Linked DNA regions of Oryctolagus cuniculus: region 1 is linked to region 2. Evidence: chromatin contacts called from public Micro-C data. All regions are on one chromosome and are shown on one strand. Each heading gives the region's core, a stretch centred on a gene start, on an enhancer-like site or on the middle of the called end of the contact. The rest is flanking DNA. Distances are from core to core; before and after follow the strand shown. Region 1 overlaps PRKCH (protein kinase C eta). Region 2 overlaps LOC103351648 (a long non-coding RNA gene).

Evidence for each region. A called contact is a pair of places that touch in the nucleus more often than the background predicts.
Region 1: a Micro-C map of ear pinna shows a contact between it and region 2, with 4 times the contacts expected there. The contact joins two enhancer-like sites. A contact is called at or near these places in 2 of 6 Hi-C or Micro-C datasets (ear pinna and an unstated tissue).

Annotation. Positions count from the first base shown.
Region 1 is chr20:9,089,447-9,092,146 of mOryCun1.1, forward strand. All of the region lies in intron 9 of PRKCH (protein kinase C eta), which reads right to left. Among named protein-coding and RNA genes, the nearest start is that of PRKCH, 180 kb to the right of the region's middle. Within about 2 kb of position 1,270, at least 3 of the 8 cell types and tissues checked have an H3K27ac peak or open chromatin away from gene starts, as enhancers often do. A contact at or near this core is called in ear pinna, where this site is marked.
Region 2 is chr20:8,953,079-8,955,778 of mOryCun1.1, forward strand. LOC103351648 (a long non-coding RNA gene) reads left to right here. Exons shown (of 3, transcript XR_519381.4): 3 at 1-2,700. Among named protein-coding and RNA genes, the nearest start is that of HIF1A, 130 kb to the left of the region's middle. Within about 2 kb of position 1,398, at least 5 of the 8 cell types and tissues checked have an H3K27ac peak or open chromatin away from gene starts, as enhancers often do. A contact at or near this core is called in ear pinna, where this site is marked.

The DNA of each region.
Region 1 (2,700 bases), core at 20-2,519, 140 kb after region 2:
AAAAGGCTTACGGAGAGAGGAAATTCAAAGATACATTTATTTTGGTGCAAAACATTTTTGGAATGCATGCGTACTTTTTTTTTTTTTTAAATACATATTTCCGTGGACTTTTTGAGGACTGCCTCATACACTCACAATAAATGATGGAAAACAAAGATGAATAGGATTTAATAAGCTGGGAACACGCAGAGAACAGAGAACGCCGCGCTCTGGCTTGCTTTCTATTTTGATCTGAGCCCGAGGCAAACGGCAGCCAATGACCCACAAGCAGAGCAAATCCCGTCTGTGGCCGCTCAGGGAAAGGAGAAAACCTAGTTCCAGACGGATCGGAGGAAACAGCCTTCGGTTTTTCATAAAAGGCCAAAGAGTCCACGTTGCGGAGAAGCGCCTTTATCCCTGGCCACTGACGCCATGCTTTCCCGGTGCTTCCTATTTGTGGCGTAAGGGAAATGACAGGGATATTAGCAGGCTGGGCAACTGCTCAGAAGACGCTCACTGACCTGGCTTTGCCGTGGGATCTGGGGCACGTGGGGGTACCTCTCTGGACCTAAGCGGCCAGAAATGGACAGTGAGGAGGGGAGCATTGCCCCCCCTCCCACCCCGCCTCCTGGCTTGCTTTGGGGATTCAATGAAGTACTTCCTGTGAGATACAAGGTGTGCTGTTAGAGGCGCTGGCAGTGAGCGTGAGCACCGGGAACCCACGCCAGGGCCTCAGGGAGCTGCGATTCCATCCCTCGCCCACCCCTGCGGCAGAGCTGGCACCGCGCAGGCTGCGATAATCAACCAGCTGCTGGACGCTGGCCTCGCAGCGCCCCGGTCTCTGCGGAGGGAGAGTCTCCCAGCTTTCCGGCTGCACTTCCCCACCTCTCCTAACCCGCAGTCACACAGTCTTTCCCCCAGGAAGTCACAGCAAACTCAGGAGCTTCGGGGAAGCAGCGCTCCGGGTGCCGCCTCCTCCTCCTCCCCAGTACGCCGTTGGCAGCAGCTCAGTGCACAAACCTGGCCTGGCCCCATGCCAGACGCCCTGTGACCACGTGCAGAGAGGAAAAGCAAGCTGAGGGGGCTAGGAAGTGGTCAGGGCCCTGAGCAATGCAGGGCAGGCTGTGGCCTTCCCGGGCCAAAGAGCGCTTCCATAGGGACTCCTCCATTGGGCTGCGAGGCAAGGATAGGAAGCTTGCAACAATTTTTATTTATGTATTCTCATTTTCTTTAAGAGAGAGAGAGAGAGAAATCTATCCACTGGTTCACTTGCCAAATGCCCACCATAGCCAGGGCTGAGCCAGGACAAAGCCAGGAACATGGAACCCAATCTGGGTCTCCCATGTGGGTGGCAGGGACATAACCGCTTGAACCATCACTGCTGCCTCCCAAGGTCTGCATTAACAGGAAGCTGGAATGGAGAGGACAGCCAGGACTTGAACCCAGACCCTCTGATATGGGATACATACATCCCAAGTGGCATTTAAAAAAAAAAAAAGTATTTATTTGAAAGGCAGAATTATAGAGACAAAGTAGGAGCTACAGAGAGATTTTCCATCTACTGGCTTATTCCCCAAATGGCTACAGAGGCCAAGACTGGGCTGGATCAAAGCCAGGAGCCAGGAACTCCACCGGGGTTTCCCACATGGGTGGCAGGGAGCCAAGCCCCTGTGATATCCTCTGCCACTTTCCCAAGTGCTTTAGCAGGGAGCTGGATGGGAAGTGGAGCAGCCGGGACTTGAATTGGCACCCATATGGCATGCAGGCATCACCACAGGCCACGGCTTAAACCACTGAGCCATAATACCCCCTCAGCTCCCCCGCACAAATGGCATCTTAACCCCAGGACCAAGCGCCCAGCTCAGAACACAGATTTAGGTGGAGGCCCTTATCCGGAGAAAACAAAGGGCAGGTGGCCCTCAAGAAAGAACTAGAAGGCAGCTAAGAAGTAGAACTCAGTGCCTGAGTGCTACCAGCCGCGGGCACCTGCTTGAGTGTGAGGTTCATTCCCGGGCCACACGATGCCACAAGGGGAGACGCCCTGTCCCCATGCTGCCAGTGACTCTCCTCCCGTCCCTGAAGTCTACTGAAATCATCCTGCAGCACCATGGGATTGTGTTCCTGGGGCTCCTGATGCCTGAACCTTCACACACTGCATGGCCGGACATCTCGGGAGAGGCTTCCGATGCAAAGCCCCGGCCCCGCCAGGATCCACCCCTGGGGGCTGCTCCATGAGGACGCCAAGTCAGGAGCCGGGAGAGAGAAAGAGAGAACGATGAGCGGAGAGGACCCCTGGGCCTCTGGCCCTGCAGAGCCGGGTCTGCGTGTCCTGGGCCCACCGGGACGCACCAGATGTGCGCACAGACAAGCCCTGTCCCAGGTAAGGAGGAGCTGGCCTTGGCTCAGCTCCCTGGGCTCCCAATCCCTTATGACACTTGCTGCTGCTTTCCCAAGGGCCTGGGTGACAGCCAGCTCTTGGGCACCTGCCACAGAGTGTCCAGCATTTTCCAAATGGAACCTTTGCTCCAATAAACTGGACTAAAGCCTGGCACCCGTGCTTACTGCGCCACGCCCCCTTCCCGCCACTGCCGGCTCTGGCTGTCTTTGTTCTCACCTCACCTCCTCCCTCGCCCGTCTGTCCGTCTGTCTGTCTGTCCCTCTCTGTCTACCTCCTCCCAGTGCCACTCAGCTGACGGCTCCATGAAGATCCAAGTGGGGGCT
Region 2 (2,700 bases), core at 148-2,647:
TTATCTGTTGTGTGACTGCAGGAAAATTGCTTCACCTTTCTGGGTTCTTGTTCCTTCCCTGGGAAGTGGGAATAAGGTTAGAGACCATCAGCTTTCGGTGGAGGTTAGCACCCTGGGTCTTCCTGTTTGTGCTATAGCCTAACAGAGAGGAACTGGGACTATATGTTTGTGCTATAGCCTAACTAGCCCAGGCCAGTTCACAACAGCTAGCAATGCACAGGTGTGTGCTGCAGTGGTATCGATGCCTTGGGACATCCAATACCAGAGTGCCTGGGTTCGAGTCCCAGCTCCACATCTGATTCCAGCTCCCTGCCCAAGTGCACCCTGGGAAGGAACAGTGATGGCACACATCTCTCCCACGTGCTAGACGCAGGTTGAGCTCCTGGCTCCTGGCATCAGCCTGGCTCAGCCTCAGCACTTGTGGGCATTAGGGAGTGAACCAGCAGAGGGAAGATCTTGTCTGTCTCTGTCTCTTTGCGTTTCAAATAACTTGTAAAATAAACAATTTTTTAAAGATGGCTAATGCTTTTCCAGTAATTATTATGTGCCCGTTGCTCATCCTCTCTTAGCCGTCACAATAACCCTAAAGTTGGTGCTATTGTCATCACCCCGTTCTACAGATGAGGATACTGAGGCTTCAGGAATCACCCAGCAGAGCCACAGAGCACATGCTTCTAACCGCCACACCACCATGCCGGCCGCGCTGCCCTCGGCAGTCTGCACTCTCTTCCGCTGTCCACTCGTGTCCACTCATGCCCCTGTAGAGGTGGGCTGGGAGGAGTCAGGTAGGGACACCCAAGGGGATGCTTTTCTGGGTTGAAAATCCCCACGGCACCAGGCAGGTGCCTGGGAAAACATCACGCACAGGCGGGTTTGGGAGCGTGAGGACAGCTGCGGCCGTTAGGAGAGGCAGCAGCCCGTGACAACCTCTGCCTTATAGCAAAGACCAGAGTTGGCATGGGAAAGGCTGCTGTGCACTGCACCAAGATAGTTCCCGCACCAAGTGACTCACCCCAGGCCGCCTTTATGTAGCAGTCTGTGCACTTACAATGACTTCACTTTTTAAAAATCCCATTTATATGGAACTAAACAGGGACTGTGTAGCCGTGTGAGAGACACCCCAACAACCCCACGATCCTATTACCAGGAACTTGCCACACACGCTGCCTGAACAGACCCTTCCCTTGGATTTTCTCTTCCAAATCTTCCTCTGCACAGTTATCACAATAGAAAGTAGTCGATTCCAGCTGCGCGAGGCGCTCCCACCAACCCTGCCATGCTTTTCCCAGCACTGGAAAAGTACAGAGTTTCTCTCCCGAGCATTTTAATACAGGCAGCGATCTGGGACGCAGCCAGGGCAGAATGCTAATGACATCACGGAACTCCGAGGCCAGGGAAGGAAGCCACGGCTGGGCTCTTGGAGTTGCCTCCCAGGGCTGGCCTTGGCCGCTGCCGGGCAAGCTGTCCCAAGGGACAGGAATTAATGATGTGCCTGTCTGACCAGGATGCCAGCGAGGGGACGGAAAACATTGACAAGAAAGGGCAGAAATCAGAGAAGGGGGAGGAGGAGCGAGGGTGAGAACCCACAAACGAGGGAAACCTAACACTCTCCTTGCGTTTGGCTGAAATGTAAACCCATGCATGAGTGGGAAACAGAACCTATAGGAGGCCAGGGATTAGGAGCTACTCAAACGTCACCAGCCTCACTGAGAAAACTGGTTCCCAAGCCTTTTTGAATGTTTACGAGAGGCCGTCTGCAGGAAACCGGAGCCTGCTGCGAGTTGACATTTCAGCAAAGCCTGGCCTGGGAAAGCCCGTCCTGACTCGCGCCTATGGGCCGGAGTTCATGTTCACTGCTGGGACAAGTTGACATTTCCTTCTAAAGGAAAAATACGGCAGGGACCCAAGGCTGCTCAGGAGTCCCCTGCAAGTTCTCCTTCACAACCTGAACCAACCTGGGTCTTCTTTGTTCTTTCTTTCCTTTTTTTTTTTTTTTTTTTTTAAATAAGATTTATTAGAGAGGCAGAGATCTATCTGCTGATGCACTCCCTGAATGGTGGCAACAGCCAGAGCTGGGCCGATCTGAAGCTAGGAGCCAGGAGTTTCCTCCGGGTCTCCCACACGGGTGCAGGGACCCAAGCACTTGGAGCATCTGCTCTGCTTTCTCAGGCCATAGCAGGGAGCTGGATTGGAAGTGGAGCAGCTGGAATTCCAGCTGGCACCCAAATGGGATTAGGATGCCGGCACCGCAGGAGGAGGCTTAACCCACTACACCATGGCACCAGCCACCATCCTGGGTCTTCTAACAGACCCAAGTAGGGTGAAGCCAGGCAGGTACACAGATTTAAAGAGGCGCACCCTCTTAGGGCCGTGCAGGCGCAGAGTTGAATTCTGAGAGTGAGCGCCTTCTTAAATCTTGTGCCCTTGACACCTGCTCCACCTTTTGGGCCCTTGTCTTTCTGTTCTGAAAATCCCCTCAATTCTAAGTTTCTTGGTTGGGGAAGAGGTATAGGCAATTTTCAAAGCTCCTCAGATGATTCTAATGTGTAGCTTGATGGAGAAACACTGCTTTAAATGAACAAGGGTTGGTGGCAAATTGAAGGGATGAATCCAACTGAATGCCAATACTCAATATTAATTTTGTCTTTTCTAGTCTGCACTAATTACAGGGGAAAATTACAATCTAATTCATTTTGGTTT